Regions from separate parts of the Ovis aries genome. Here region 1 is linked to region 2. A link is a contact called in public Hi-C data. All regions are on one chromosome and are shown on one strand. The core of a region is the stretch at or near the end of the contact, and the rest is flanking DNA. Distances in the headings are between cores, read along the strand shown.

Evidence for each region. A called contact is a pair of places that touch in the nucleus more often than the background predicts.
Region 1: a contact with region 2 is called in a Hi-C map of hypothalamus, with 5 times the contacts expected there. The contact joins the promoter of RALYL here to the enhancer-like site in region 2. A contact is called at or near these places in 2 of 16 Hi-C or Micro-C datasets (hypothalamus and skin fibroblasts).

What each region holds. Positions count from the first base shown.
Region 1 is chr9:91,451,700-91,456,000 of ARS-UI_Ramb_v3.0, forward strand. It overlaps RALYL (RALY RNA binding protein like), which reads right to left and starts at 2,525. Exons shown (of 10, transcript XM_060393531.1): 1 at 2,454-2,525; 2 at 1,540-1,635.
Region 2 is chr9:90,982,601-90,986,772 of ARS-UI_Ramb_v3.0, forward strand. All of the region lies in intron 3 of RALYL (RALY RNA binding protein like), which reads right to left. Among named protein-coding and RNA genes, the nearest start is that of TRNAS-GGA, 460 kb to the right of the region's middle. Within about 2 kb of position 1,566, at least 11 of the 54 cell types and tissues checked have an H3K27ac peak or open chromatin away from gene starts, as enhancers often do. A contact at or near this core is called in hypothalamus, where this site is marked.

The sequences.
Region 1 (4,301 bases), core at 1,275-3,774, 470 kb after region 2:
ATCAAGGCTGGAGGTCCACACACTGGACATAAACTATCTTCCTTATATAAATGCAACAGGACTTTCTTAACAGAGAAAAGCTACCCTACATACAAGAGTAACACACATTGCTCATTCAAAGATCTCTGAAATGGGACAATGCATTGTGAATTTTAAAAAATATATAGCTTTCTAGATATTCCGATGATTTTTAGCCTGCTACAGATAAATGATGACTTGCCCTCCTCCATCACCACGAAGAGTAAAGAAACAGGCATAAAACTTCATTCCATAAACTGAGCTTAGAGACTTCGATATTTGCTTGAAAAAAAGCCATAGCGTATGTCATTAACATGTTGTTATGGGCTCTTCTGTATGTTGGATTTAGTTTTTATGCCTATAGATAACCTGGAAGAAAACTTAATCTGAGAAGTAAATTATTCCACTCGCCTTATATTTATTTTAACAGAATCCAAGCTCTACACTCCAGAATAAAATCATTTAAATAATGGCCTCCAGAATTTAAGATTTAAAGTATAGCACAAAATTTGTTTGGACAGCAAGTTTTCCAACAGATTCTGTCGCTGTGTTAAGTACAGAGAAAGCTTTCTATTAGCAACCGTGGTACATCTCCCCTGGAACCGAACACGACGACCATAAAATATAAACTCCAGAGAACACACTCGACACTGAGTTCTGTGCAACGCCACCAACACAACGGAACCTATCACCACCACCACAAATCCCAAGCCCTGCCCTGTGCCAGGCTCTCAGGGGAAACCCGTTGCGACCACCATCAGGTGGTTAAAAAGAGAGACAATACATTGTCCCTTTAACACTCCGTCCTATGGGTGTAGCCTCATTCATGCAAACTGGCGCTTTCATCCACAACACGAAACCCAACTGCCCATCACGGGAAGCAGCGATCTCCTCCACCTTGGAAGACGCCAGGCACTTAAACCCAGAGCAACAAACACCACGGGGAAAGAAGAGCGCCAAAGACACCGCCGCGGAGGAAAGCAAACCGGCAGAAAGGCAGGGGGAAACCGAGCGCGTTGTTGACTCAGGGCAGAGGAGCAGCGGGCGCCGCGCCATCGGGAGCCGCCCCCGGGATCTGGGGAGGTCGGGGCGCGGGCCCTCGGCCAGAAGCCGGCGCCTCCGGAGGACGCGGCCCGGCCGCTGCTGCCCGCGGTCTCCCGGGCGCCCCCGGCCCGGCCCGCGCCCGCGCCCCGCGCCCCTCCGGCTCCGCAAGTGGCCCTCAGAGAACTTACCCGGCCGCGCGGCGCCGCCCGGGGCGCAGACGCCTCCCGCCGACCGAGGGGCGGCGTTTCACGCTCATTCAGAAGCAGCCCAGGCCGGGCACGGACCCGGGCTTCCCCCGGCTCCCGGCGCGGCTTCCCCGCCGCGGGCTCGGACGCTGCCCGGGGCCGCGAGCGCGCACACACGAGCGCACGCACACACACACACACACACACACGCACACACACACACACACGTTCCTTTGCCAGGACCAGAGTTGCCATTGCAAACCCGGGAAACGCCTCCGAAGGGACCAAGTACCTGCTCTGTGCGAGCTGCTCAGCTGTTCACTTCATCTTCCGTTGACAAGGAAACCAAACCGCACTTCATTTTTTTTTTTTCCAGAAAAACCTTCCACTGCCATCATTTGAAAATAGATTTACAGGGAGGAAAGAGGGAGGAAGAAGGGATAATATAGATATAGATATCAGGATATCTTTCATAAAATGATCTTGGGTTTTTGTTTTTTTTTAAAAAAAAGGAAGATGTGCAAAAGTCACACTTAATTTAAAGGAGAAAAAAAAAAGTATTTGCTTAAAAATAATCCCAGGAACAAGCTGCAAGAAAAGTTTCATGTTATCAATGGGTATCAAAAACAAGTAGGGGAAAAAAAAACAAAAACAAAAACGAATTTGTTCTCCCCGGCTTCCAAAAAAGAGCACACACACACACGCAAAAAATATTAAGAAAATTCATGTCTTTGCTCAGTGGTTTGTATTCGTATAGCAAAACCACAAACTTGTGAACACTGCCGCAAGATCCCACCTATACAAAAATCTTATCAGAAAAAGAGTATGCAAAAAAAAAAAAAGAGAAACATGATTTTTTATTTTTACAAAGGGGGGAAAAATAGGCACCATACTTCACATCTCTTTTTCCTTCGAACCAGTTGCACATTTTGCTGGACTTGGGAGTCGCTCCTCGCGGGCACGGTCGCCGCGGACTCCCAGACGCAGCGCCTCGTCTACAGAACCGTCGCATGCTAGAAAAACTTGGATTCAGGAAAAGGCTCAAAACCATGCTCCTCCAGCTTTCCCAAATGCAAACAATAATCAAAGAAGTGGAGAAAAAAAAAAAGAAGAAAAAAAAAAAACAAAAAAACAAAAACAAAGGGGGGACAAAAATAAAAATAAAAAAGAAGAAGAGGACAAGAATGCCACTGAGAAGGTACTCACCGAGCGGGAGTAAAATGTTGGAATAAAAATGAGATTTAGGATAAAATACAGTATGGCGGTGGAAGAAGGACTGAAGCGCGTGTTTCTCTGTCTCTGCCTCGGGCACTGACACGTGACTCGGAGCCGGGCTGACTCGCAGGCACGGCCGGGGGGGACCCGGGCTGCCAAGTGGGGGGGCCCGCCGAGCCCCACTCCGGCGGCGGCGGCGGTGGCGGCTGGGAGCGCGGAGCCCGGCGCCCGCGAGCGGCAGCTCCCGGCGAGGCGGCTCCGCTGTGAGCCCGGACGAGCAGGTGCCGCTCACGCGGGCGCTGGGCACACGCACACGCACACGCAGGGCGGGCGAGAGGGGGCGCCGCGCGGGGCCGGAGGCGGCTAGCGAGGCCCGGGCACCGCCGCCCACGGGGGGGAGCGCGCGCCCTGGAGCAGCTGGGGGTCGCCGATCGCACGCCTCGGAGGAAGCCACAACTTGCCGCCCACCTCCAACTTGTTGTCGCTCGCCACTTCCCCCTGTTCGCCTCTTGTTTTCCACGCCACGGTGGTCACCTGCGGACAGATGCCAACCCTCTCTCTCCAGAAGTTTCACTGTGAACGCGCGATCGAACGCACCCACTGCGCGTCCCCCCGCACCCCGCGACTTCTCGCCCGATCCCTCCCCAGCGGCCCTCGCCTCTGCGGTTCCCCACCCGCCCCCCGGATCTGCGCGCCCCCCTCGCGGATCTCGGGGAGCCTGGCTCGGCGCGCTACCGGGGGGCGTTGTCAGGGGCCTTGACTGCCAGCAGCGCGCAGGGCATCTCTCCGACCCGGCAAGCCGACAGTTGGAAAGAGAAAACGAAATCTCCGCGATAGGCAGCCGGGCCCCGGGTTTCTTCCCGCGGGCGGGGGTCCTGATCGTCTGTTAGCTCGGGCACCGGGCATGGTCGGCCTCGTAGCGCGCGCGCGCGCCTCCCGGCGCCCGGGGGAGGTCCTGCCCGGAGGCAGAGGTCCTGCCAGGAGGCAGAGGCCCCGGCCCGACTCCTGCCCAAGTTGCGGGCCGGAGCTGGAAGTCCCAGGGGCGGCGCGGGGGAGAGCGGAGAGCCCGGGTCACGGGTCCCCGGGAAGGGGGGGGGAGTGTCTCGGCGGAGAGAGGACCTGGAGGTGGCGGCGCACCCCGCCGGAGCCCAGGTGGCCGAGCCGTGGATCGTGAAGGTGAGGGCGACGCGGGGATTTCTCCACCTGCTCCTGGCTTTAGGAAGCCTGTCGCCTGAACAAAGATCCCATCGGCCAATCGCTGGATGCACTGAGCATCTGCTTTTGCTGCCTGTTCAAGAATCAGTTTTCTGGGCACGGGAAGATATCTTTTTTTTTTTTTTCCTTCATATTTGTGCACTAGTAATATCAGGACCGTTCCCCCGTGTTGCTTTGGATCTGGGTTGTGTGGCGTTAATCGGCACCACTCTGTTTGAGAAGGAGCAATTAACACACTTCTGCAGTTTACAGACTGCTGCCCCTGATCTGTATCTCGGTGCTTCCAGTGTTGACGGTTCAGATAAAACGCCTCCATCGGAGATAATCTAACCTGGACAGTTCTGAAAATTAAGTACACATCTAGGACAGAGAGCTTCAGCAGCAAAAAATATTCCTCAAGCATTCTGGTTCAGAATTCATGGGCCAAATGAAGTGTGAATCCACAATTTCAAAAAAAGAAACAAAATAACCATTAAGATATCATTAAATATTTATTTTGATGAGTTGCCAACTCCACCCCGACTTATTATCCCTACTTTAAAGTGAGAGTTGCTGATTAGAAATACTGACTGAGAAGGATGAATCCTTCAAAATGGACCTGGTAGTTTTGGAAGCCCTGTTAAG
Region 2 (4,172 bases), core at 316-2,815:
TCTCATTGCTTATTCTCCATCATAGGCCTTATGCCAATTTATAGAGTGTTCCAGCCTCTACCTTTTTGAGACATTTAATAATTCCCGATCCTCATGCTTAGGATATCATTACTTTCAACACTTCATGTGGCTGAGTCCTTCTTATCCTAAGTCTTAACTTCAAGGCTGTCTTTTCAGTGTGACCTTTTCAGATCATTCATTATAAATTATTGTCCCCATCATTGTTTTCAATGATATAATTCTATTTTATTTTACTCATCACAAGTTGATCTCCTGTCACTGACTTTTAAAACTGTCTGCTTCCCTGACTCAACTGTGAGCACAGTGAAGGTCAGGAGAAGTCTTCAACTCCAGCCGTTAGCCTGGTTCTCACACACATCACGTGCTCAATAACTGCTTCTTTAGCGGATAAACGGAGGTGAGTACAGGGGCAGGACAGCTAGGGAACAGGTCACATAACCAAGCAAAGGGCAGGAAGTGCCACGCTGAAAGCATGCACTAAATCCTAAAAGCTCTGGAAACTCCTGGAAGGATCTTAGTGAACACATGGAACCAATGCGTGTTTTAGTATAGAAAATTCCTTGGGAGTAAACGCCAGGGAACTGATTGAAGTCAGGACAGGCTTAATCCAGGGAGATCTATCAGGGGCCTGCTGCAGGAATTCAGGTGATGAACGCTGCAAGCGTGTAGGCTGAGTGAGCAGCTCTAAGGGTGGCCTGACTAGATTCATGGGTTATCACAAACGGACCGAGGCTGGTGCATGACTAGAAATGAAAAGAGAATGCAGAGAAATCTAAAAGGACTTCTAGGCTCCTGACGTGGACAACCGAGACGATAACAGAACAGAATTTGTGCGTGAAGATGAGAAGTAGGTATTGAGTGGTTTGAGCTTAGAGTGCTTTTGGATGTGTTTTGGTCTGGAGTGCAGGTGAAAGGTCTAGGATCTGGACTGGAGAGTCTGATGCATTTGATGTCAGGAGCAGGGTGCTTTAACGGCGAGGGCGCACGGCTACTCGGCAGACAGTCGGGGGTGGATGAACTCACGGAGAGCGTCTGTGGCGAGGATATTAGGGGGAACGCGGGCGGGAGTGACACCAGCTTCGGCTGATCAAACATCCATTCTTTTTGTCCCCCCTCCCCCGCCCCGCCGGCCTGCCCTAACAGCAGTAACATCCGTCCGCACAGTGCCTGGGCTGGCGGTGAGATACAGCAACAAGTGCCCAGGGGCCCAGGATGAGTCTCCCAGCCCAGGTGCCAGCTCGGGCGCTGAGCACACAAACCCCGCTGCTGGCGGCCCCTGCCGGCCCCTCCGGGCGGCATCTGGAGGCTCAGCCTGTCCGCCCAGCGCCCCGGCGAGAGCGCCTCGCGGAAGTGCCCGTTCCCGAGGAGCCCCAGCGCCCCACGGGGCCCCCAAAGGCAGCTTAGATGCCCCGGGGAGGGTGAGGGGAGCAGCTCGGCTGTGCCCGCGGCGCGCTGCCCTCGCCGCGCACCGCCCAGGCGGCCGGCTGGGGACCCGGCTCAGCGCTCGGCCCGCCCCGCGGCCGCCGGCGGCGCTGCCCCAGCGGCTGTCCCCGCCCGCCTCCTCCCGGGGGAGGTCCGCAGCCGCGGGCGGGCCCGAAGGCCGGGGAGGGGCTGGCAGAGCCTCCGCGGGCCTGCGGGGCGGGGACGCCGCCGACCGAGCCGCAGGCGCCACCAGCAGCCCCACCTGGGTGCCCCTGGGGGCACCGGGACCGCAGAGCCCCACCGCCGGCCGGGCGCCCCCGGGCACGTCTCACTGGTGCCCGCCCGCAGCCAGGCGCCAGCTCCCCGGACACTCCCCCAGTGGGGCAGGAGAGAGCCTTGGCACACGGCGAGTGAGCACACACTGGCGCGGGAGTGCCGCCTTTCAGAGAAACGGAAGGATGGCTGCTCTCCCCCAGCCCGGAGCACGTCAGGATGCAGAAAAGACACCGCAGCTTAGGAACTCCGCCACGGGAAGGAGCAAGGCCACCGAGGGAGCGCCGCCGCAGGAGGTCAGGGAAAGCCGCAGGCAGCTCAGCGGGCTGCGAGAAGGCATGCCTCTCCACGGGCAGGAAGGACCTCCTAAGAAAGACGGCAGTGCAAAACTTCAAAGACCGTAACAAAATCAAGAAACTATGACATCCGCAAAAAAAAAAAAAAAAAAAAAAAAAGTCACAATAATTTTTTGGTAACCTATCCCAAACACACGGAGTCTTAGATCCCCCTGACAAAGAATTCAAGATAATCGTTTTTTAAGGAAACCCACTGAGCAACAAGACAACACTGAAAAGCAACTTAATGAGACTAGAAAAGTGATACCTGAACAAAATGAGAATGCTAGCAGAGATCGAAATTATAAGAAAATGATAAAGACACTCTGGAGCAGAAGAATACAATGAATGAAGTAAAAATAAAGTAGAGAGCATCAGCGTATGAAAAGAACAGAACAAAACTTGTGGATTAGAAGACACGCCCTTTTAAATTACACAGAGGAGAAAAAAGAAAAGAATTAAAAAGAGTGAAGAAAGTCTATGCCGTCTAGGGGATGCCTTCAAAAGAACCAATCTGCAAATTACTGGAGTTCCCAGAAGGAGAAGAGTGGGGGAAGGAGGCAGAAAGCTTATTTAAAGAAATAATGGCTCAATACTTCCCAAACATATGGGAAAATTTGGAAATCCCTATAGCATATGGTGTTCAGAACATTGGATAATCACATAATACAGAAGAATGAAATTGGGCTCCTTTTTTACACTACTCACGAAAGTAACTCGAAATGTATTAAAGTCTTAAACATTAGACTTGAAACCATAAACCCCTTTGAAGAAGATATAGGGAGAAAGCTCCTTAACAATAGTCTCAGGAACAAGTTTTTGGGTACGACACCCAAAACACAAGAACAAAAGCAAACGTTCTTAAGTGGAACCATGTCACACTAACACGCTTTTGCACAATAAAAAAATCAACAAAATGAAAAAGCAACCCGCAGAATGGGAGACTATATGTGAAAATCATATATCTGATAAAGGGTTAATACACAGACTATATAAGGAACACTGGAACTCAATAGCAAAAATAGAACCAACCCAATCAATATTAGAGGAGCTAGACTTTTGTTTCTCCAAAGAAGACACAGAAAAGGCCAACAAGTATATGAAAAAATGCTCATCTTTAATCATCAGAGAAATGCAAATGAAAACCATAGTGAGATATCACCTCACACCTGTCAGAATAGCTGTAGTCCAAAAGACGAGAGACGGTGCGTACTGGTGAGAATGTGGTGAGAGAGAGCCTCTGTGAACTGCTGGTGAGAATGTAAGGGGCACAGCCATTATGGAAAAAGTAAGGCATTCTCTAGGATATTAAGAAATGGAAGTAACTTATGATCCAGCAAACCCATTTCCAGTTACATATCCAGAAGAAATGAAATCACTGCATTGAAGAGAGAGTCGTTATTCCATGATTCTTGCAACATCAGACACAATAGTCAAGATATGGAAAATAACCTCGTGCCCACCAATGGATACGTGGACAAAGAAAATATGGCCTATATACATGCCTTACTGGCACATACGAAAACATGAAATTGGCATATGAAAATACGGCACATATCTATATGAAATGAGAAACGAGGGACTCCTTAATTTGCAGCGGCACTGATGGATCTCAAGAGCATTATGCTACACGAAACAGGTCAGACAGAGAAAGACAAACGCTGTGTGATGTTACATGTATGTGGAATCTTAGAAAGCAAAGCTCATGGTAACAGAGTGGAGTGGTTGTGGCTGCCACGAGCTGCGGGAAATGGGGCCTTGCTGGTCAAAGGGTACAAACTTTCAGTTACAAGATAAATTCTTGAGATCTAATGGATAGTGTGAAGAATATAATTAATAATGCTGTATTTTATACTTACAAGTTGGTAAGAGAGTCAACCATAAACATTTTCATCACAAAGAAGAAATGATAATTATGTGAGGTCATATAATCATTTTGCAATGTATAAATGTATAAAATCATACATTTTAAACTTAAGGTTATGTATCATTTATAGCTCAGTAAACCTGCGGCGGGGTGGCGGGGGGGGGGGGGGGAGAATGGAACCTTGAGGAATAGTGGGAATAGGACAGAGACAGGAAGTAAAAGTATCTACAGAAGAAACGTATTATGGCTCACCA